2 separate regions of the Siniperca chuatsi genome follow, and region 2 is linked to region 1. Evidence: chromatin contacts called from public Hi-C data. All regions are on one chromosome and are shown on one strand. The core of a region is the stretch at or near the end of the contact, and the rest is flanking DNA. Distances in the headings are between cores, read along the strand shown. Region 1 overlaps rtn4a (reticulon-4a). Region 2 holds the start of LOC122884883 (clathrin heavy chain linker domain-containing protein 1-like).

What was found. Hi-C and Micro-C count contacts between places; a contact is called where the count stands out from the background.
Region 2: a contact with region 1 is called in a Hi-C map of liver, with 2.3 times the contacts expected there. The contact joins the promoter of LOC122884883 here to the enhancer-like site in region 1. A contact is called at or near these places in 3 of 3 Hi-C or Micro-C datasets (liver, skeletal muscle and an unstated tissue).

What each region holds. Positions count from the first base shown.
Region 1 is chrLG11:28,436,676-28,441,746 of ASM2008510v1, reverse strand. All of the region lies in intron 3 of rtn4a (reticulon-4a), which reads left to right. Among protein-coding and RNA genes, the nearest start is that of rtn4a, 18 kb to the left of the region's middle. Within about 2 kb of position 1,601, the one cell type or tissue checked has an H3K27ac peak away from gene starts, as active enhancers do. A contact at or near this core is called in liver, where this site is marked.
Region 2 is chrLG11:28,479,763-28,484,588 of ASM2008510v1, reverse strand. It overlaps LOC122884883 (clathrin heavy chain linker domain-containing protein 1-like), which reads left to right and starts at 3,483. Exons shown (of 11, transcript XM_044215350.1): 1 at 3,483-3,780; 2 at 4,683-4,826. The coding sequence starts at 3,577. It overlaps rps27a (ubiquitin-40S ribosomal protein S27a), which reads right to left and starts at 3,251. Exons shown (of 6, transcript XM_044215358.1): 1 at 3,189-3,251; 2 at 3,013-3,077; 3 at 2,546-2,600; 4 at 1,549-1,634; 5 at 1,171-1,302; 6 at 672-864. The coding sequence starts at 3,060. The coding sequence ends at 715.

The DNA of each region.
Region 1 (5,071 bases), core at 352-2,851:
TTCATCTTCACTCTTTTGTTCTCTTCAGTTATTTTCTCCCAACCAACCAACCAGCAGCCAGTATTTACTTTAGATCCCATCGCTCTCTCCTTAGTGTCACCTTTCCTTTCTCGCATCGTCTCTTTTTGCCATTTTCTTTGAAAATTAACCCTTGCATTTTGTAAAGTCTGGTTTTAATTTGTGTGGTTGTGGTTCGACTTTTTTTTTTTTGCTTTTTGCCGCATTTTGTGCATTTGTCTCTCATCAGAATAACATAATTTCTGTGTGAATCATTTTTCATTTTAAGATGTGGTAAGTAAAATGTGATAACTCTCATTTTTATCTCTTATGTTGGAAACATGAGCCCCTTTGTCTTTTTTTAAAATCCACTAAATAAACAAAACACTTTATGCATGATGAGCAGAAACGCGAAATTGGGGATACAGACAGAGGTCTTTCACCGTTAACCACCTACAAACACTCATACAGCCGTTTCTATTTGCCCTCTGAGCATTTTTGCTGTCGAATTGAATTACCTTTCCGTTTGGCTTCAGCTTCTCTCTACTCTGGAAATAACTCGAGACGCCAATCTGAAACCCAACACCACCTTTCTAGACCCCAACACCCACCCACAGCTACATGCACACAGAGCTACCAACCACACCCTGTTACTGACTGAATAAGCTGCCACTCTGATTTTATTATCTGCTTTACAGTCTCTCCCGCACCCTGTAATACACGATTACATCAGATTTTACGCACCTGAGGCTAAATACTGAATATCATCTGGTGATAAACTTTAGACTTTAGAGGGCGTTGAACTTGATATCCGCCAACCGCTCTAAATGTTTGCTGAGGCGGGTTATTTTTGCCAAAAGTTAATTAAAAACAATGCAGAAAGCACTACTGATGCTCTTTCTGAATTCTGCCCGCAGGAGAGGAAATGAGTTTCCCAGAAAAGTCACGCTTCTCTGTTGAAGTACAAAAAAAAAACATTTGACAGAAAATTCACAACAATTTTGATAAAGATTAATCGTTTCAGCTGTTTGATCGAGCAAAAGTGTTTCCAGCATTTCCAATGTGAGGATTTGCTGCTTTTATATAAAAAAAAAACTGGATTTTTTTGGGAGGTTGGTCAGACAAAACAAGACATTTGAAGACGCCATACTGGGCTCTCAACTTTTAATGGCCATTTTTCCTTTTAGTGTGCAGTTGATGTCATTTAAAGCTCTATTGTGGACATGAAATATAATTGATTAGCCAACTTGATCTTAATGACGCTGACCTTAATGATGCTACTCTAATATCCAGGGCAAGTTAATAAATAAATAAATAAATAAAAGCTTCTGATCTGTAAAACCCAGAGTTTTGAGAATAAAACTCTGATGTAATGATGTTTCGGAGATGGTTTATCAGACCGACGCAGAGCTGCCTCCTTCGGGGCTTTTAGAAAGTGATGAATCGCCCCCCCCCCCCGAGGTGCCGCTGTCTCTCTGAAGACGACAACGCTTAGTCTTCATTTTAACGGATGACTCGGTTTTATTTAAACTGATATTGATCAGTTAATACGCACACACACACACTAACATCCACAGTGTTGCATACGCTCAGAGCCGACAGCCACTGTGTAACTAGAGCAGTAGGACTTTGCTCTTTGGGACGAGCTGCAGACGCTTTAACTGTGTGTTGGCGGGACCTCCTGTTAATTAAAGCCTCCTCCTCCTCCTCCTGCATTGCGACACTGGCAGGCCCACAAAAGGGTTCTCCGACCCAGAAACCACTCAGCAAATGTTCTTCATTATGCAGCTTGAGGCGCAGAGCTGCGATCTGAACATAAATCTCCCTCTCGGCTTGTTGCTTCACTCGAACGGATCGACCTGAACAGAATATCCGAGGCGCACTGCCGATGCCTTGTCTGCAGCGACAAAAAGTCGCTGTCATGGCTGAAGCTAACGCTTGTTTTTATTTATTATTCTGCCCATTTTGTTTCTATAAAACGTCTTCGTGTTTTGTCTGACCAGCAGTCCAAAACTAAAAGGGATTCAGTTCACAAGGAGTTAAAACAGAAAGGGTTGACATTTTTGTTGCTTCAAAATGAAACGATAAATCAAAATAGTTAGTTCTGTTGACCAACTAATTGATTAATTTGACTTAATTAATTGTTGGGAATGAAAGGTGCTTCGGTTGCATCTATGAAGTGGCCTTATTATTTACACTGTTATTAATGTGGTTTTAATGAGTTAACATGGCAAGTGCAGATTACGTTGCAGTAGGTGAAAATAAGCCAAAATTAACTCGACCAATAATTAGCTTCATTATTATATTATTAACGTAATCATTAATGTTTCAAGTAGTAGATTAAGTCTGTATAAGCTTAAAAATATATCAAAAAGTCTACCCAAAGAGATGTATTAAAAACTTAACCTCACCAACATTTCTACGTGATAAATGATTAATTTTAATTCAAAGCATGTTGCTCTCTCTGCGGTGACTCAGTGGGTTCAACCTGCAGCCATGTAAATGTGATTTTCCTGGGTTATAAAAACACGCCCGAGGTAACATCTGACACTGTTTTACATCCAGTGGAAATAGGACGAGACGTTGCCAACTCATTTTCATTCAGTCTCTCATTTGTTAGTAAATCAGCCATTTGAGGCGAAGCGGCTGCGCTGATATAACACGGCAGGATTTTAAGAAAATTGGCAATTTCAAATGATTTCATTAGCAGTTTTGATGTTTTTTTTAGACACGCAGCTTCTACCTTTTTAATGTCTCTGTTAAGACACAAAAGTTCATTTACAAACTGCTTTACATTTATTTTGGAAGGGAAAACATAATGAAATTCATTAATATCTGACTTTTGAGTGATCTGAACAATGACTCCGGTGGGTGTCATCACCCCCGCAGGAAAGCAGCGGAGAGCAAAGTTATTCAGAGGATTCGGATCAAGGCGAAGGGTCACTTTGTGCCGCCGCTTTGTACTTTTATGTAACTGTCTCTTTCACCACTGAAATCACCACAGTTCACCGCTTCACGAACTGCAGGTCGCAGGTTTGTTTCCATCATTGGAAACAACTCGTTGAGAGAGAGACAGACCCTGTCCCCAACATGAAAAACCCTTTTTAACAGTGCACAAATTCATCAACTAGTGACGTGAATTGTGCTGACCTCTGATTTATTCTCCTTCTTGTATGCAGACATGTCTTCTACCTGTAGGAAATTACATGATATATATATATATATAAGGCCGTGAAACCAGTACATGCTGGTAATCAACCCGTACAGCTTTCGATAAGGGGATCAAATAACTTTTTCTATAACATTTTCTGTTCGGATTGAGGCCTCACTGGCGGCGTTTAAATGAACTTTGCATATTTTGTAGGGCTGTTTTTCTGCCATAATTAAATGAGTCTTTCTGAGTAGGGTCCTTTTTTGAATTTGGCTTGAAGAGAAGAAGAGGGGTTTATAAAATGAGACCGGTGCCCTCTAGTGGATAAAGTCAGTAATTACAGCTCAGATCATCCAAGTCTAACTTCCTGTTTCTGACCAGTTAGTCAGATACCACAGGCAATATTCAGTTATGTTTCTGTTTGTTTTTATACCAGATTATAACTCTTTGTGTTTAGGATGGATGTCTTTGTTCTCTCCTGGTTGGGAAGCTGCCACGGAAATTCCCCGAAATCTTGGCAGCGTTTGGAAAATGAGCTAATTTGACAGGAAACCAGTTCTCTAAAAGACAAGCTGTACAAGAACTTGGACTTTATATCGTTGCAAACTGAATATCTTCGGGTTTTGGACAAAACACGTGAAGACGTCAGCTTTTGGCTCTGGGAGATTATGATGAGCATTGTTCGCTCTTTTGTTTTAGACGAATCTGTATCGTAAAAATAATCCTCAGATTAAAATAATCATTCGCTGCAGCCCTAAACAAGATCGGGAATCTGAGCAGACATTTAATGGCAGCTTTCGGTGCTTCACAGTTGATACTCGGCGCTATTGACGTATTCGTGCGTTGAGGTTTGACACCCGGCCCTCGTGGGAAGTCCGTACTTTCATACCTGTGTGGACGTGCAACTGTTTTTTACCTGCTTTCGTTTAAAAAAAAGTGCAGTTTATCTTTCCAGATGGATCTGTAGCAGCTGTAGTCACTGTACCAGGCAGCATCAACTGAATCGGTTTCACACAGACGGACAGAAATCATTCATCGGCTCTGTTTCACTGCTTCGTCAGCAGCTTTGAGGGAGGATGAGGAGGGATGACGAAGGGAAAGCAGAGTGAGCTAAAACATGTAGGGAATTTGGGGGGGGGGGGAGAAAAGGAAGATCAGATTGGGCGGTGGTGAGGAGGAGGTAAGGGCCAAAAAAGCTGAGCAGAGGGAGGAGGAGGAGGAGGAGGAGGAAGAGGGACGTTTATAGTTGCTGCGTCAGAGCGCTGGCAGCAGACAGTCAGCTGACAGCACGCCTGCAGGAGGGAGCTCATTCGCTCGCTGCAGTCGTCTCCCCCAGAGGAAGCCTTGCTCGGGTTCTCCCCTCCCTCCCTCCCTCTTCCTCCTCCTCTTCCTCCTCCAGCCGGACACACACACACACTGCCCCGACCCTCTCTGTCTGGAATGTGTGTTTGCTGATCGGACGGCATGGAGAACAACTCTGTGGACAAAAAGGAGTGCGAGCCTGCCGCAAAGCACTGGAGAGAACAGGGTATACCTCCACCTTTCTCCACCTTTTCTGTCTTTGGCTTGTTTTGACGGTTTCTCTGCTGTGTCCGCTGCCAGCCTCGGTGTGGAAGGTGTTCACTGCTGCAAGGTGCTTTTTTGGGGGGGGGGGGACGCCATCCCAAATAGCTTGTTTTAATTTTATTTTTATTGCTTTGGCTCTTTCATGCTGACTGCAGGAAACAGATATTTGACATCGATGCTTAAACAGACACCAACTCTTACTAGAAGTGAGTCGTAATTGTAATACAGAGTCATCGCAGCACGTTTAGCCGACGCAAGCTGAGCTTTGGAAACACAAATGTCTGGACTGTAGAATATGTCCATTCACTGAATATTAGGATCGTATGGCTTCTTAAGGGGAAAATGGAGGTTAACCTT
Region 2 (4,826 bases), core at 2,234-4,733, 41 kb before region 1:
GCTAAATGAAAGTGTTACTATTAACAAATTTTGACTTTTTGTAATATTTACTTTTAAACATTTAATTTTGGCATGTCAACTCAAAATGTCACAATTTTTTATTTTTCTCCATCGACTTTGGTAGAAATGAGCTCCCGTATTAATCAGATTGATTAGAGGAAGACGCAACATGATGATGTTTAACTTTGGTTCTTGTCTTTGAACGCAGCGCCACCTGCTGGACAAACACTGACACTGCACCTCAAAACACCAGAACCAGGTTGGAAGCTGAGGACAGTTTACATGTTGATTGTTTTCTATGAAATGGCAGGAATTTGCGACAAACGCTCGTTTGAGTCGCCAGGACTCTTTAAAATAAACGTGTCTGAAATAGGTGAAGGTGTTATTAGTTTAATTAAACGCTGAAGCATTTGTTTTTCCAAGACTAAATCCTCTCACTGTATCACTTCCTGGGGTCCAAATATCTTCAGTTCACAATGATCTTTAAGAAACAGCACCAGGTAACGTTTGCGTTTCACTGCGATAATCAAAGATCATTTTCCTGTTTATAGTAAACCGCCTGGAGCGAGACACTGAAGTGGTGAAGGGGGAACAAATTGCTAACGTCCCGAGCGTTTATCGTGTTTTAAATTTAGTAAATGAACCTTCAGAGTAAAAACAGAGTCTTTGAGTTGTGTCAAACATTTTCGTCTTTATTAACGCCCGTCAGTCTGTCTACTTGTCCTCAGGCTTGTTGAAGCAGTAGGTGAGGCAGCACTTCCCGCAGTAGTGGCGGTCGAAGTGGCTCGCCATGAACACGCCGGCGCCGCACTCGTCGGCGGGACACTCGCGCCTCAGCCGGTGGATTTTACCGTTCTCGTCCACCTGGAGACAGAAAAACAGGTCAAACTGCTGCAGCTACAGATGTTGTTGAATCATCGCGTCCTTACTTAACTTTAACTCTGCTTTTGTGATTTTTAAACCACAAAAATCAAAGTTTTCTGCCAAACAACTTGTTTGTATTTTGAGATTCTGAACTTATGTAGTAAATTCTGATAAAAGTTGGTGTTTGCAGACAAATACAATCAGATTACAGCGTCCACTTTAATTCTGCTTTAGTCGCCAGACTGATAAACACTGAAGGCTCCATGTTTGGTTCAGATTTGACAAACAGGACTCAAGTGTCTGTACCTTGTAGTATTTGAGCACAGCGAGCTTGACCTTCTTCCTCTTGTGCTTGTTCTTCTTGGGGGTGGTGTAAGACTTCTTCTTCCTCTTCTTAGCACCACCACGCAGCCTCAGCACCAAGTGCAGAGTGGACTCCTGAGGACAAGAAGAAGAAGAAACGTTTGATAAACAGAAGCCAGCCAGGAGGAGCCTCAGTGTGTCTGAGGTGCAGAAAATCCAGTTCTTGTGGTAGAAGTTGACAGTGAAGCTTTGTAAAGTTCGCTGACTTGATAGAAGCAGCTTCTAAACACCGAGTTTCACAGTCGGATTATTTAAAAACGACCTTTAACTCAAACTGTGGAGATATAATCCAGCTCGAGTCTAAAGACCAGGACCGCTCACCTTCTGGATGTTGTAGTCGGACAGCGTGCGTCCGTCCTCCAGCTGCTTCCCAGCGAAGATCAACCTCTGCTGATCGGGAGGGATACCTGCAGACAGAAGGCCGACGCGTCAACACCCGAACCTGGGTTCATTTAAACTTAAAAACCACCGCAGCTTTCGGAAAAATGAGCTCAGAAAATATTCATATCCACGTTTCAAAGAGTCTGGTTGAGCTTTAACACGTCACTTATCGCATGACTGTTTTTAAAGCTGTACACCTCGATGACAACCTAAATGTTTTCCAGTTTGCTTAATATAAAGATTAGTGAGAGTTCAATTTCAAGTTTCTTTACTTTAACTTATCGCAGCTCGTCTTTGTGAGGAAATAAAAAGGTCCTTTGTTATCTCTGTCACTATGTAATAAAACCTGAATTTAACCTTTTAAAGTTGCTACAGCCGTGCAGCCAAACTTTGTTTAAAACACGCAGATTTACTTTAAAAACGTCCGGTGGAGCTCAAAGTTCCCAAAAGAAGCCGAACGTCAGGCTGAATTTGGGTAAATGTGTCTAACGATGCGGCAGAACATCTGGAACAAGACGAGAGACTCGAGTTGATTCTTGCTCACTTTATAAAAAGATCGATCATCAAGCTGTGCGTGACAGCTGATCGGGTAATTGACGGGACAGAGGAAGCTGAATTCGGCGTGGAGAGCGGACAGAAAGATTAAACATCTTTCAGCAGAGTAGGGCTGCACTTAACATTTCATTCTCTATTATCGTTAATCTGCTGATTATTAGTCTGTGTCTTAATTCCTCCACGGCCTGAAAGGACGTACTCAAACGTCTGGTTTTATCCAAAACTCAAAGTCATTCAGTTTATTATATAAACCTCCTCACATTTAAGAAAACTGACAGATCACCTATAAAGTTTTTCTCTACAGCAAAGCAGGAACATTTCTCATCTTCTGCTTCCAGACACAGAACAAAACAAAAAACACAGGTCAGTTTCATCAACTCACCCTCTTTGTCCTGGATTTTGGCCTTGACATTTTCAATAGTATCTGAAGGCTCAACCTGGAAAAGGAGAGAGGACAGGTGAGTCAGGACACGTTCTTCCGGTCAAAGCCACCATCACATGCTGGGCACGAAGACTGGGAACATTAACGTGCGATTTTATTTTGTTATAAACGTTAATAAGCACTTTATAAAGGGCTAAGACCGCTGCTGTCTGTTACACGTGTTTACGGTGCTGTGGGTGACTGCTAGCAGCTAGCTTAGCCGCTTAGTTTCAAACTATAAAAAAAAAAGTACGGCAGAACATGGCGTCTAGAGTTTAAACACATACAAGCACAATGTAAGTTTATATGACTAGTAATGGCATTAAATATAGAATTTCAAGCCTGATTTAACTGTAAACGTAAGTAAAACTCGGGGTAACTGCGGCCACTGAACGCCGCATCCCTCCATCGCGGTCCGGTTCACCCACCTCGAGGGTTATGGTCTTCCCCGTGAGGGTTTTGACGAAAATCTGCATCCTGGCGTTCAACCCACCTACACGTGAAAATACACACAAGACTTTTAAAACTTCTTAAACTGAAACGTGCTCTTAAAAGTCGTTATTTTTTTGAGAATAATCGGTTAAAGCACAGAGCGCGATCTTACCACAGGTTCACTCCTAATGGCGGATCATGAGAAGAGGGCTTTCGGAGCGAGCGACGGGGTTTTCTTCACGCGTTTGCACGGGTTAGGTAACCGTTACGGCGCCTGATCGAAAAACAAACAAAACATCACACTTTGTGGTCATTTAGCGTCTTTTCGTCGACCGTATTGGTATTAACGTTATTCTAAAATTTATATTATGGCAGATAATTTATTGCATTTTAAAGAAGGAAGCGACACTATCTATAAAAAAAAAAAAAAAAACATCATTTCCCAGGTATACTTTCACGGTAACCATAGCAACGCGGGTTTTTTATTTGCAAATGGCTACCCCGCTAGCTTCGGTGTGAAAACGGCTAAAAAGTTAGCGTAAGAATATGTGTAAATAACGATGTCTGAGCCACAAAACTCCAGCAGTTCCACCTCAAGAGAAGAAGAAAGACATTCAACACCCGACATTTTGATATCTGAGAGTGATGAAAGGTTTTTCCAGTCTTTGTGTGAGTTTATTGAGCATGAAAAACGGTACCTGCGGTGCTCAGAAGAGGGTCCGGACGAGCTCCGGTACATTATCTACCGCTCTGTGTTTAATAAGGTATATAATGAGGAAGTTATTTCACTGTCACTTTCTATAAAGGCACATTTATAAGTAGAAACTGATTACTTTATTAATAGCTAGCTTATATCAGTTACAAGCCATTAAGAGACGAGACAAAATTTTATTATCCACTTTCCATTAAAGGAATAGTTCAACATTTTGGGAAATACAGTTGTTTTGTTTTACTTGCTGAGAGTTAGATGAAAAGTTTGATACCACTCTCATGTGAGCGAGGTAAATATGAAGCTACAGCCGGTTAGCTTAGCTTAGCATAAAGACTGGAAACGGGGGGAAACTGCTAGCCTGGTTCTGTCCAAAATAAAAAAAAACCCCACCTCTACAGCAGCTCTACAAAACACCTTCCTTATCACATTGTTTGACTTATCCCCTCTGTAATTACAGAAGCTTAAGCAATATAGAGTTACGTACAATTGTTTTAGCGTAAGGAAAAGATATCCTCTGGTATTTGCACTCCATGATACAGACAGAGGGGAAGATAAATAGAGTTGCACCACTTCCTGTCGCTGTATAATTACAATCAGTCAAATAAAAGTGGGAAATATTGTATAGTTTTATTGTAAGTTTGCCTTTTTTTTTGGTTTCAAATCATTTTTATTCACTTTAAGTTACTTTTTTGTTGTTGTCTGATTCTTGGGACTTTTTTTGTTTTTAACTTTATTAGGTTAGGTTTTGGAAGACTTTACTAAACTGAATAAATTACCAAACAATGGTGGCAAATTCTGTTTTTGTTTCCAAAAACGTTGTGGTTTTAGAAAGTAAAGCACATTTACACCAGTATACCTCTGGTGTAAATGTGTGTCACCGTGGATTTTTGCAGGTTAAGCAGAAACTAGATGACGAAACAGGTTGCGTCTCTGCCCCCGTCTTGTTTCTCACAGGTGATTGCACGAGCGACGGCCTATAAGAGACTTCTGCTGACCATAAAGGCGGAGTATGATGATGTCATCAGGGCGCTGCAGAGGAGGGAGGATGAGGCCGGGGCGGCTCAGCGAACTCTGGCGGCCTCGACGTCACACCCACGA